2 separate regions of the Sus scrofa genome follow, and region 2 is linked to region 1. A link is a contact called in public promoter capture Hi-C data. All regions are on one chromosome and are shown on one strand. The core of a region is the stretch at or near the end of the contact, and the rest is flanking DNA. Distances in the headings are between cores, read along the strand shown. Region 1 holds the start of LOC102158906 (protein ZNF738-like). Region 2 holds the start of LOC100626048 (vomeronasal type-1 receptor 4).

Region 1 (6,876 bases), core at 3,148-5,647:
CATTATAAACCAAGGGCAGGTGGTGGCACCCTGGTGTTGAGGGGCAAACATTTGGTCTTTCAAAAGATTTGTAATTAAAAGGGAAAATCATGGAAATATCTTCACTCATTGATGTACCGGGAAGTCATTCTGGCTTATACATGGTTCACATGAAACTTTACTAACCAGTGTAGCCTGTTTTGTGGCGTATGAAACATAAGTTGCCCATTTGCTTTGATCATTGAGTAAGGGAATGCACTTAAAATTTAAAATGGGAGTTCCGGGAGTTCCCGTCGTGGCACAGTGGTAAACGAATGCGACTAGGAACCATGAGGTTGCGGGTTTGGTCCCTGGCCTTGCTCAGTGGGTTAACGATCCGGCGTTGCCGTGAGCTGTGGTGTAGGTTGCAGACGCGGCTCGGATCCCGCGTTGCTGTGGCTCTGGCGTAGGCTGGTGGCTACAGCTCCGATTCGACCCCTGGCCTGGGAACCTCCATATGCCGCGGGAGCGGCCCAAGAAATAGCAACAACAACAAAGACAAAAAAATAAAATAAAATAAAATGGGAGTTCCGGTCTGGCACAGCGGAAACGCATCCGACTAGGAACCATGAGGTTGTGGGTTTGATCCCTGGCCCCCCTCAGTGGGTTAAGGATCCAGCATTGCCTTGAGCTGTGGTGTAGGTCACAGACACAGCTCGGATCCCGCATTGCTGTGGTTGTGGTGTAGGCCGGCAGTCGTAGCTTCAATTGGACCCCCCTAGCCTGGGAACCTCCATATGCCACCTGTGAGGCCCTAAAAAGACTAAATAAATAAATAAAAATAATATTAAATAAAATTAAAAATGGAGTTCCACTGTGGCGCAGTGGGTTAAGTATCCCAACTGCACAGCGGCTTCAATCCCGACCCGGGTTTAGAATCTGGCATTGCCATGGCTTTGGCGTAGGTCACAGCTATTGCTCAGATTCAGTTCCTCGTCCGGGGAACTTACATATGCTGAGGGTGTGTGGCCATAAAATTAAAAGGATATTTTAAATCGAGTAGCTATGGTGTGGCAGGGATCTCTTAGCTTCCTGGTCACTGAAAAAGCCACTGAGGCACTTTCAACACCTTTGGAGCTTAGCATAGAGACGCGGGTCCCACTGCTCGCTCCGCCCTCCCGCGCTCCCTGCGCAGCTCCGAGGAACCTCCACGCCCCGCCCCTCGAAGTATCGCTCCGCCCAGGCCCCACCCCGGGCACCGCCCACTCACGCTGCGCAGGCGCAGTTCTCTACCGGAGGCGGAAGGTGTGGGGCAGAGGTCACACCGGGGCGTGTAAGTTTCTTTCTATTGTAAGTCTGTGCTTCTCCGTCTGTTTACTCCTCAGCAGGATTTCCGTGTGACTACTGACTCTAAAATCCCATACCCGGAGTTCCCGTCGTGGCGGAGGGGTTAACGAATCCGACTAGGAACCATGAGGTTGCGGGTTCAGTCCCTGCCCTTGCTCAGTGGGTTAACGATCCGGCGTTGCCATGAGCTGTGGTGTAGGTTGCAGACGCGGCTCGGATCCCGCGTTGCTGTGGCTCTGGCGCAGGCTAGTGGCTACAGCTCCTATTCGACCCCTAGCCTGGGAACCTCCGTATGCCACGGGAGCGGCCCAAGAAATAGCAAAAAAGACAAAAAAAAAAAAAAAAAAAAAAAAAATCCCCATACCGAGGAGCTCCCCCTGTGGTGCAGCGGGTTAAGGATCCGGTGTTGACTCTGTAGCGGCTCGGGTTTGACCCCCAGCACCGCCCAGTGGGTTAAGGATGCGGGGTTGCCGCGGCTTCCCTGGCTCGGGAAAAAAATAAATTACGATAACCCCCGTACCAGCTCTCCGCCTCAAATAAATCCAAGCATTCCCTTTTGTGTTTAAAATTGCTCTTAGGCGGGTCCCTGCCCTTGGCTTTAATGCGTTGGGTCCATGTAGAGGCCGCCTTTTGGACATTTTCCTGCTTAAAACTGCTCCCTGGCCCATGTAGTCCTCTGGGCGAAGAGAACCTGCGCCCCCACCTCGACCCGGGAGGCAGCTCCAGCCGCCTGGCTCCCTGGAGAGGCCTCGTCCTCGCCTTGGTCCTGGGATTCTGGAGCCCGCCCTCTCTTGAGACACCATCCCTGCAGCCCCTCTGTCCTCGCGGCTCCGCAGGCCACCCCTCACCTTCCCTACACCTCGTGTAGGGGGAGGTGACCTGGGCCAGATGTATGACACCCAGCGTTCTGTCCCACATTCCCACCTCGCTGGAAAATGGCCAACGGAACATAGTGCTGGAGAGAACGAGAAGAACTGATAATGAGAGCAAAGGAAGGAAGAGAGCAGGAAGCATAGCCACCTGGGGTGCCAAAGAGTGAGGAGGGAGGAAGTGTAACTGGGATAGAAGGGGTGTAACCCGAAAGGCAAAAGGGGACTAGAGAGGGAGGTAGGAAAAGGCAGACACATAGGGACATTTCGGACAATCAGAAAGGTTGGGAGCAAGAGCAACTAGAGGAGAAACGTTGCAGAGTGAGGCAGGACAGGTGTGAAGGAAGAAATAGGGCAGAAATAGCAGGCGAGCAGAGAGGAACAAAAAGAGACAGAAGTAGGGAGATAAACAGAATGAAATGGAAACACATTGTAATGCAGGTGGATTGCAGAGTAATGCAAGATGGATCCAGGTAGGTGGTGTGTTGTTTGGATATGGATGATCAATATTAAACTGTGATACTTGTGATTTCCTTGATGGCCTAGAGCTTGAGGATTTGGCATTGTTACTGTGGTGGCTCTGGTTAGATCCCTGGCCTGGGGACTTGCGCACGCCACAGGCGCAGCCAAAAACAAAAACAAAACCCATAAGATCACCTGTCCCATTCATTTCTCATTGTGTTGGAAGTTTGGCCAGGGCAATTTCAACTGGCATGGGAATTGGAAAGACAGACATAACACTATGCTTGAAGATGATGCATACGTGATGAATCAAACATCTGGAAACACAAAAGATAGAAAACCTACAACAAATAAACCAGGGAGATCATAGAATATAAATATTTAAAAAACAGCGTTTGTAGGTACAAAACCCAATCATTTACAAGTTACAGTGCAGAGAACTATAATTAGAAAAGCATAACCTGAAATGAAATAAACCAATTGTGAGTAAATCTAATAAAAACTTGTAAAACTTATGTGAGAAAAACTATAAACATTCCTGAAATATATGCAATATGTATAAACAAATGGAAAACCACATCATATCCTGGGTAAAAAAACCCTCAACATTATGATGAGGTCAGTTTTCAAAGCTAATTTATAAACTTAATCTGTTCCTGATATAGGCACTCAATTTTGTGTGTGTTTTGTTGTTGTTTGGTTGTGCCTAAGGCACGTGGAATTTCCTGGGCTCGGGATGGAACCAAGCGCCACAGCAGCGGTTCCGGCCACAGCGGTGACAATGCCACTGCTTAACCCACTGTGCCACAAGGGAACTCCGACACTCAGTTTCTGAAGCCTGCAATGTTACAGAAAAATCATACAGAATAAAGAAAAAGAACAGCCACAAGAGAAGAGGGCGCGGCTATCCGTAGGAGACATTTCTGATTGAGAGAGATCAGTGACATTAAAAATTGAGAAACATACCATAGTGCATATGAGAAGTTAATAAGCAGCAAAACCTACAGCAGAGATGTTGGTATTTGGGAAATGGAAATTCCTATCACAATGACAATAAATGGTCTTATTCGTCATATACTGTGACGAGATACAGGTCAAAGGGTAAAGAAAAATTAAAATGTTTGCATTATTTAATAGCGGTATTCTCAAAAGCCTGACTGTAGTCAATTGCTTGCTCGTGTCTCCAAAGGAGTTCCTCAGACAATGACAGGTTTGGGGTTGAAAGTTTTCCCAGTGATTTCTTATGCCTCCAAGTGTATGGGGAACAGAAGGGAAAGTTATGTTCTGAAGAAAAGGAGTATAACATTGCAAATTCCGCACAGAAACAATTTTGCACTTCCTGCCACGCTCGGATTTCCATCAGCCACTCTAAAATTGAGGCTTTCGCTTCATTAAATAAGGAGCCACAACTGCCCCGTGTCTCAGAAATTCCCGGATCCAGCCCCGCCCCCCAACTTCGTGCCGCGCCCCCAGGTCCCAGCGGTCCCCCTGGTCGCAGCCTCGCGGCTCCGAGCATCCGCGTCTTCTCCGCTCGGTGTTTTCAGCCAAACCGTTCTCAACTCTCCGGTTCCAACATTAGTGGCCCGCGCGTCTCTAATTCTGCACATGGCCTGGTTCTAAAGGACACGAGACCCATTCACAGGATCCAAAGCAGAGAAGCAGAGCCTCTCCGAGAGAAAAAGGCCAGACCTGCCGCCCACCAGCAACCTCGCTGCCCCGCCCTGCCAACGACCCAGACGCGCCCCTGGCGGCCCTGCCCTGGTGCGCACGCGCGGGTCGCTTAGACCCGGAAGCGGTTCCTGAGAAACGACGGGCGCACGGGGGCGTGTGCGTCTCGGAATTTTGGTTCGTTACCGCGCTATGCGCAGGCCCTGCTTCTCCACACCCAGCTTGCGGGGTCTCTCGGTAAGTTATATTCCCTGAAGGCGCCGGCGCTTAGGTTCCTCCCTTTTCGGCTCTCGCGGCGACGCCGGAAGACTTCGTGTGTCGGGAGTCTGGGTCTGACGCTGGTAAAAATCACTCCCGCGCAGGCCGGCCCCGGTGTTCTGCCTTCGGTCCGTATAGAAACTCACCTCGGGCGGCCTGTTTGCTTCTGGACCCTTTCTCAAACCTTTGTCTGACTGCCGATTCAGCAGCCCCCACCCCCACCCCTCCGCCCAGTTCCACCCTGTAACGACCTCACTCGGGAGATGCGTAAGCGCCCGACTTCTCCTTCCAGGGAGAGCAGAGAGGGATACAGAGGTAGATATATATGCAGTGAGTGAGACGTCAGAACCTGTGGGGAGAAACAGCGACAGGGATGGAAACAGATTGGGACCACACAGTCTGCTGGAGGAGGAGGACTAGAGAGGGAGGGAGACAGAATGAAGAGTAGAAACAAAGGAGAGAAGCAGAAGGACCCAGAGAGACGTATATAGAGAACCAAGCACATAATGGTGGGGAGAGGGGGGAACCCAAATCCAGGGTCATCAGTATCGAGTTGATTAAATCTGGAGAATTAAGCTGTGACGAACTAACTAGGGTCTCTGTAAGCTAATTTATTTAAAATTTGTTTACTTCTTACAAGTACGCAGAAGAGAATGACCGTTGCAACAGTCGGTATTTGAGAGATCTCCATTTTCGAATAATTGCTTCAGATGATGACTTCATTTGCAACCCAAATGCCTCTGGAGGGCGGAGACTTAGCTCAGTCTGTTCCAGGTCATTCTCTTCCCTTCCAAGAAATGGGGGAAGAATTTCTGTCATCAGATAATGCAACTGATTGGTTATCACGTATGTAGCTGCTTGTTGTGGGATCTCAGTTCCCAAACCAGGGATTGAACCTCAGGTTGAGCAGTCAGTCCTAACCACTAGTCCACAGGGGAGCTCCCCCACATGGTGCTTTTTAAAACCGCCTTTATTTTTTAAAATATATTTTATGGAAGTATTGTTGATTTACAGTGTTGTGTTAATTTCTGCTGTACTGCAAAATGATTCAGCTATACATACATATACATTTTTGAAAGAAATAGTCTTTTCCATTATTTTCTTTTTTTAGGGCAGCATCCATGGCAAATGGAGGTTCCCAGGCTAGGGGTCGAATTGGAGCTGTAGCCACTGGCCTACTGCCACAGCCACAGCAATGTGAGATCTCAGCTGTGTCTGCAGCCGACACCACAGCTCACCGCAATGCTGGATCCTTAACCCACTGAGTGAGGCCTGGGATCGATCCTTCACCTTCATGGATGCTAGTCAAATTCACTTCCGCTGGGCCACGACGGGAACTCCTCCATTATGGTTTATCATAGGACATTGAATGTAGTTCTCTGTGCCATTGTTTAACTCTTCCGTGTGTAGTAGCTCACGCCTGCTAACCCCGACCTCCCTCTCCACTCCGCTCCCAACCTCCCTCCCCTTTGGCAGCCACAAGTCTGTTCTCTTTGTCCATGAGTCTGTTCCGTAGATAGGTTCATTTCTGTCATTTTCGATTCCACATATAAGTCATATCATAGGGTATTTGTCTTTCTAACTTATTTCACCAGTACCTAGTTTAACCCGTTTCATATTTGGTAGCTTCTTTTTTCCTTTAAGTGATCTGCTAAATGAGTGAGCTCTAAGCTGAAGTGTCCAACTAAGTAGACTTTCCCCTCACGTCCCCTCTCTGCTTTCTGTGCAGATGTTGAGGGATGGCCTGGATTCCTTACTGACTGGGTTCTTGAACTTTTTATTTATTTTTTATTTTTTTTGTCTTTTCTCGGGTTGCACTTGTGGCATATCGATTTTCCCAGGCTAGGGGTCCAGTCAAAGCTGTAGCTGCCGGCCTACACCTACAGCCACAGCCACACGGGATCTGAGCCACATCTGTGACCTACACCACAGCTCACGGCAACTCCAGATCCTTAACCCACTGAGCAAGGCCAGGGACTGAACCCGAAACCTCGTGGTTCCTAGTCGGATTCGTTAACCACTGCACCACGACGGGAACTCCTTCTTTTTTTTTTTTTTTTTTTTTGGTTCTTGAACTCTTTTAATCAGTAGAAATTGATAACAAAAGAGTTCCTGTTGTGGCTCAGCAGTAACGAACTCAGCTAGTATCCATGAGGACTTGGGTTCCATCCCTGGTCCCGCTCAGTGGGTTGAGGATCCAGTGAGCTGTGGTGTAGGTCACAGATGAGGCTCAGATCTGGTGTTGCTGTGGCTGTGGTGTAGGCCGAAGCTTCAGCTTGGATTGGCCCCCTAGCCTGAGAACTTCAATATGCTG
Region 2 (6,844 bases), core at 1,647-4,146, 890 kb before region 1:
TCCTGGTCGGATTCGTTTCTGCTGTGCCACAGCGGGAACGCACAAGGTGTTTTTAAACAATGTGATTTGTATGTGGGAGGTTGCTGTGAGTGAAAAACCACAAGAGAGCTGATACTGGATTGGTGGGCTGTGAGGGTGTATAGATCAGTTTCCCCAGGCCAAAGCGAAGGGTTAATTGGAAATGGAGCTGCTTCCTTAAACTTGCATAAGTTTGTATATGGAACTTCGGAAACAGCAGTCAGTTTGTTTATTTACAGAAAAAACATTTCTATACTTGGTACTTGGTTCTGTTCCAGAAGCTAAGGATATCGTGGTGGTCCAAACAGAGAAAGCTCCTGGTCTCCTGGAGAGACCACTGAGGTAGCTGGTGTCTCTACACTCAAGCTAATTTAATTAGAGCATGTAAGTATTTAAGTGAAATGGATGTGGAGTAATTAGTTCAAGGGAATATGACAATTTTATTATTATTATTATTATTTTCTTTTTCTGGCTACACCTGCAGCATATGGAAGTTCCTGGGCCAGGGGCCGAATTGGAGCTGCAGCTGTGGCCTATGCTCCAACCACCGCAACACCAGATCTGAGCCATACCTGCGACCTCTGCTGCAGCTTGCGGCAATGCCAGATTCTTAACCCACTGAGTGATGCCAGGGATCAAACCTACATCCTCACAGAGACAGTGTCGGGTCCTTAACCCACTGAGCCACAATGGGAAACTCCACAATTTATCGTTGAAGGAGCATATTATTTGGGGGATTGGGGAAGGGCTCTTAATAATGGTATTTAAGCAGGATAGAACACAAAGAAGTGCGTCTGGGCAGTGTGGGAGCTCAAACCTGAGACACAGCAGCGACCTGAGCCACTGCAGTGACCGTGCCAGATCCTTAGCCCTTTGCGCCACAAGGGAGCTCTAAGAAGATTGATTAATTTATAGTCTTTTTTAGGGCTGCACCTGGGACAAATGGAGCTTCCCAGGCTAGGGGTCAAATCAGAGCTGTAGCTGCTGGTCTACGCCACAGCGTGTGGGATCTGAGCTGCATCTCTGACCTACACCACAGCTCATGGCAACACTATCCTTAACCCACTGAGTGAGGTCAGGGATTGAACCTGCGTCCTCGTGGATACTAGTCAGTCGTTTCCACTGAGCCATGATGGGAACTTCCAAAAAGTTCTTTTTAAAATGCCTATTTGTTATCGCCATAAGGCGATTATAAATTCCTTCATTTAACAACTTTACTGAAATTTTAACATTTAAAAACATTGAACACCAGTGAAAAAGTCAGTTCCCCAGTTGCAGTAGTCCGATTTCAAGTGCTCAACAGTGGCTGCAGAATTGGGCAGCACAGACAATGAGCGAAATGATGAGACAGTGGGAGAATTCTCTACCCGAATTTCCATTGTACCAGAAAGTTATCCTGGAGAATGATGGTTTCCAAGGTTTTGTATTTCCCAGCCCACAGTGGATAAAAGAAAAAACCCAAACCGTTATCATATATACTGGAGAGGGAATGAATAAACGCATGGGCCCATCAGCGTGTCTTCAGCCACTGGAGGGAAAGACAATTCTAAAGCCCAGAATTGACAGTGCAACCTGTTTGGTGTCAGAGAGCTTTAACTGATGATAAAGAGACAAAGCAGACAAGGACAATGATGCCTAGCATAAATAAAGCCAAAGCAAAACCAGAGCCTTAGTCTTTGAGAACGGTGGAGAGCTGGAGGAGGTGAGATCTTTCTGGAATGTCTTGGAGATGAAACCTGAATTTTGTCCACAGGCCTAACATCTGTGAAGAGTTGCCGTTTAAGGATCCCGGCTCCTCTGTGACCGGCTGCATTGAGACAGGTGACTTCTGTTGAATTCATTTCTTCCTACTGGCCTCGAAGTGGGGTCTTCGCTCTCTCCTGTACCCCTTTTTCTTTCCCGTGATCCCATGAGGACGTGAGATCCCAGCTACAGTGAGTCCCATCCATAGGAAAGGAAACGGGAATTTGCCATGCTATGGCCAACCCAGAATTCAGTTGAAATCCTGGCTGTGGGTGATGTACTCCTCCAGGAATATTTTAATGCACCATCACTGCGCAAGTCACTGAGTCACACATCGAGGCAACATCAGTGAACAGGCAGGGGAACAGCTTTTATGGTGGTCCGTACAATCCAGTGAAGGAAAACAAGAGTAAGTAGATCCTAAAATGTCCAGGAAATGATAAAAGCTATGAGGAGAAATAAAATCTAGGAATAGATAGAAATTTAGGGTAATCTCTAGGTAGGAACGGAGGAGATTTCCCTCTCCTCAAGGAAGGGCTTTTCAGGATATAATCTGGGCCAAGACGGAAGTACTGAGGGACTCACCCATCATAATATTTGAAACCAGGACTTCCCGTTGTGGCTCAGTGGTTAACAAATCCGACCAGGAACCATGAGGTTGCGGGTTCGATCCCTGGCCTTGCTCAGTGGGTTAAGAATCCGGCGTTGCCATGAGCTGTGGTGTAGGTCGCAGATGCGGCTCGGATCCCATGTTGCTATGGCTCTGGCGTAGGCTGGCGGCTACAGCTCCGATTCGACCCCTAGCCTGGGAACCTCCACATGCCATGGGAGCGGGCCAAGAAAAGGCAAAAAGACAAAAAAAAAAAAAAAAAAAATTGAAATCAGAGAATATTTCAGGACTATTTCTATGATTGTCTATGACATGCTTCCTGCCTAGGAGAAATTTATTAAAAAAATTTTTTTTTTCCTCTTTAGAGCCACACAGGCAGCATATGGAGGGTCCCAGGCTAGGGGCTGATTCAGAGCTGCAGCTGCCAGCCTACACCACAGCCACAGCCATGCCAGATCCAAGTCTGTCTGTGACCTACGCCACAGCTCTTGGCAACGCTGGATCCTAACCCACCAAGGGAGGCCAGGGATGGAACCAGCACTCTCATGGATACTAGTGAGGGTCTGAGCCACACAACAGGAACTCCCTAATTGGCTTTTTGACGGCTATAGACTGCTCTGCTGAAAGGATGTGTTTAAATTACCGTACTATTCATCTGCTGATTGAACATTCAGGTTATTCCTAGTTTTAAAAAATTTCACCAAAATTTTTTGTGGTTAATATAGAAAGTTTGCTTTTGACAAAGATTCTTAACATTGGACTATCTAGACCAACAAGAATGAAAAATTTAAATTATAATTCTAAATTGACCTCTAGAAAGGAAGTACAAAAACAAAACAAAAAATAAAAAGGACTTATAGATTATATCCTCTACTACCCCCTTGGATGCATCAAATGACGGCTAATGTTTCTTAAATGTGTTTATTTTGAGAATGATGCCAATCTAATAGCATGGCCATCTCTTAATTACTCTGAAATACCCCTTATTTTTTTAAGGAAATATTTGCATATATTTGAAGCTTCACTCCTCCCCTTTCCCTAGAGAGGTAGCCACATTCCCAGGCCTGTGGCCCTTGCTCTTCACAAAGTCAGAGTCTCAGCATCGCCCCACCCCTCAATAGGTCTGTAACCAACAGACCTGTTGAGACTTGCGGTACTCATCCCCGTCCCCGCTCTACTTCATTGCCAAATTTCACCAGGACTTAAAGTCACAAGCGTTTTTTCACACTGTCTGGTCGCTGCTTTTACAACTTGTGTCGGCTCCTGCAAACTTCGATGATGGGCCAACGGCTCGTCTTAACACTGGCTCTTGGCAGCGGGGTTGGGGCTGCTCTCTGCCGTACGGAACTGTACTTCCTGTAAAATGGCCGCCTCCATGATGCTTTCTCATCACTGCGCGCGGGCGCCGCCATCTCTCCGTTTTGTCCAAAAGACGAAACAGACTCCGGCCTGCGCCGCCACGGCCTTGGATAGGGTCCAGCCTTTAAAAGATCATTCATCAAAGTGCTGCTGATCAACAATGAGGAGGGAAAGGCGAGGAGGTGGCCAAAAGTGATTTCAACTCCTGTTCCGAGCCGTAGCCTCCATAGGTACCGCTTCCGCCATGATCGCTGAGATGGGCGTGGTCACGTTACGTCATAGAGGTGGGCGCGAGCCCCGAACTCCAGCACCCCGAAACCGTCTGAGGACGCACCGGACCAGAAGCGTCCCTAGCGACAGGGAGAGAGGGGGCTTGGGCGCCACAGCACAGGAAATCATTTGGCATGGGAATCATTTTGGAAGCGATTTCAGTCTTTGGTAGCTGCCCGGAGTCTTGAGAATCCCAGCATCAGGTGGGTCAGCGTCTGCACGTGTGTCCAGAGTGAGGGGCCTGTGAGGCCAGTGAGAGGCCTTCTGGGGCTTTCTTTGGGTTCAGTCACTGGGGAGGTCTTGGCTTTAGTAATAGGCCCCTTGGCGGTCAGTGTTATTAAGCGGATGACGAGATAAACCACTAGCGGTCTGGTGAGTGTGTCAGTGTGTCAGTGAAACCAGCCCTCCTAAAACCGAGTTCGCCTGCCAAGTTTATCACTAACCTCTCTAAAACTTTATTCTTTTTCTCGTCCTTCCCCTGTTCCCCTCAGGATTGAGGAGTATCAAAGAAAAGGGGGGATTGAACCCCAGCAGGACCCTGCAGGGCCCTCCTGGGTGCAAAAGCCCCCTGGTCCTCTATTTCTCTTTCTTTTTTTGCATTAAAGTATAGCTGATTTACAAAGCTGTTCGTTTCCGGTGTACAGCCTAGTGACTCAGTTATATAGCTCTTCTCTTTTGTATTCTTTTCCATTATGGTTTATTACAGGATATTGAATCTAGTTCCCTGGGCTCTACAGTAGGACCTTATTTCTTTTCTACCCCCTACCCCGTTTGTAGAAAAAGTCTTTGATCTATTAAGCCTTCTCGAGTTCCCAAGAGCAAAGTATTTAAGGATGTGAGGGAACGTGGAAACAAAGGAAAAGCGGGCCAGAAACAATAGTTCCCCGAGTCCTTGTTCCTCCTCACGGGTGTACAGAACAATCTGATGCCTGTCTTTCCGTTGTTATGCAGAAACTAAGACACCTGCCAGGGTGGAGTATGGTACCTCCTCACTGACCACAGGCACGTAGACAGATTGGAACCGGTGGGTCAATGATGAAGTTTCCTGAACCACCACCCTGTTTACCTCCCCACCAAACCTCACTCCCAACCGATGGGGAGAAAGCCATGTCCGCCCTGCCTCCCTCACCACAAATGTTACCTTTAAAAATCTTTCCGGGAGAACCATCAGGGATTTCAGGTCTTTTGAGTATGAGCTCCCTTTTCCCCAGGGCCCCGCAGTTAATGCTGGATTTTCCTTTACAACAACCCAGGGGTCAGTCAATTGGCTTTTCTGGGCAGTGGGTGAGCCAAGCCCAGTTTGGTTTGGTGACAGTTTCTGCTCGTGGGGCTCAGTGATGAAGAACTGGACTGGCAGGTGGATTTGAGTGCATTTGGTGTCCAGGTGTGCGACTTCCTGTAGGACTCAGATGAGGAGAAGCCCGGGGGAAGGGGTTTCTGGTTCAGATCTCATATTTAACTTGAAGTCAGTCTGGGTTTTCATTTTGCGCATTTGTTTGGTGGAGGAGGCTAGTGTATGTGGAGCGGCACGAGGCTGGAGCTTTTGAGACCCAGGGTCCCTGGAGAGTAGGTAGGTTGAGGTTCACATGTAGACTCTTGGGCACAGACTTGGCCATAGATTCATTTAGCTGATCCCAATCCACGTTGCTCCTTCAAGTCCGTAACTTCCTCATGGCAATATTTAAAAACTCTGGGCTTGGAGTTCTTCCCTTCGTGGAGCAGCGGAAACAAATCAAACTAGAATCCCTGAGGATGCGGGGTTTGACCCCTGGCCTCCCTAAGTGGGTTGGCGATCCGGTGATGCAGGAAATTCTACTCACTCCTTACAGGAGGGACCTGAGGGCTCGTGGACAAGGATTCACGAAATTTGGAGGTGGCCAAGGTGTGGCATTCAGGTCCTCTTCCCTGTGAACAGTCCTTAGTTTTATACCTAGAGTTTTTTTTTTCTATGTAGGCAGCACTTTATTTTTTTTATGAAATTTTTTTTACTTTTTTTTATCATTCAAATGAATTTATCACATCCGTAGTTGTATAATGATCATCACAATCCAATTTCACAGGATTTCCATCCCATAACCCAAGCACATCCCCCCACCCCCCAAACTGTCTCTTCTGGAGACCGTACATTTTTCAATGTCTGTGAGTCAGCATCTATTCTGCAAAGAAGTTCAGTCTGTCCTTTTTTCAGATTCCACATGTCAGTGAAGGCATTTGATGTTGGTGTCTTATTGTATGGCTGACTTCATGATAGTTTCTAGGTCCATCCATGTTGCTAAAAATGCCAGTATTTTGTTCCTTTTCATGGCTGAGTAATATTCCATTGTGTATATGTACCACATTTTTCTGATCCACTCCTCTGTCGATGGACATTTAGGTTGTTTCCATGTCTTGACTATTGTAAATAGTGCTGCAGTGAACATGGGAGTACATGTGTCTTTGCGCATCGTGGTTTTCTCTGGATAGATACCCAGGCGTGGGATTGCTGGATCCAATGGTAGTTCTAGTTTTAGTTTTCTGAGGAATCTCCATACTGTTTTCCATTATAGCTATAGTTTTCTAGTCTTTGATAGTCCTATAAATAGTTTTATACCTTTTCTCTCTCTCTTTTTCTTTTCAGGGCTGCACCTTCGGTGTATGGAAATTCCCAGGTTAGGGGTCCATTTGGAGCTTCAGCTGCTGGTCTACACCACAGCCACAGCACCTTGGAATCTAGGCTGTGTCTGCTACCTACACCACAGGTCACGGCAATGAGAGATCCTTAACCCACTGAGCAAGGCCAGGGATCGAACCCACAACTTCATGGTTCCTAGTGGGATTTGTTTCTGTTGCGCTGACACAGGAACT

Evidence for each region. Promoter capture Hi-C pulls out the DNA fragments that hold promoters and counts their contacts.
Region 2: a contact with region 1 is called in a promoter capture Hi-C map of fetal liver, with 5 times the contacts expected there. The contact joins the promoter of LOC100626048 here to the promoter of LOC102158906 in region 1. A contact is called at or near these places in 2 of 5 promoter capture datasets (fetal liver and liver) and 1 of 47 Hi-C or Micro-C datasets (embryonic fibroblasts).

The regions. Positions count from the first base shown.
Region 1 is chr6:57,126,796-57,133,671 of Sscrofa11.1, reverse strand. It overlaps LOC102158906 (protein ZNF738-like), which reads left to right and starts at 4,397. Exons shown (of 8, transcript XR_002345350.1): 1 at 4,397-4,541.
Region 2 is chr6:58,013,314-58,020,157 of Sscrofa11.1, reverse strand. It overlaps LOC100626048 (vomeronasal type-1 receptor 4), which reads left to right and starts at 2,896. Exons shown (of 5, transcript XM_013998724.2): 1 at 2,896-4,203.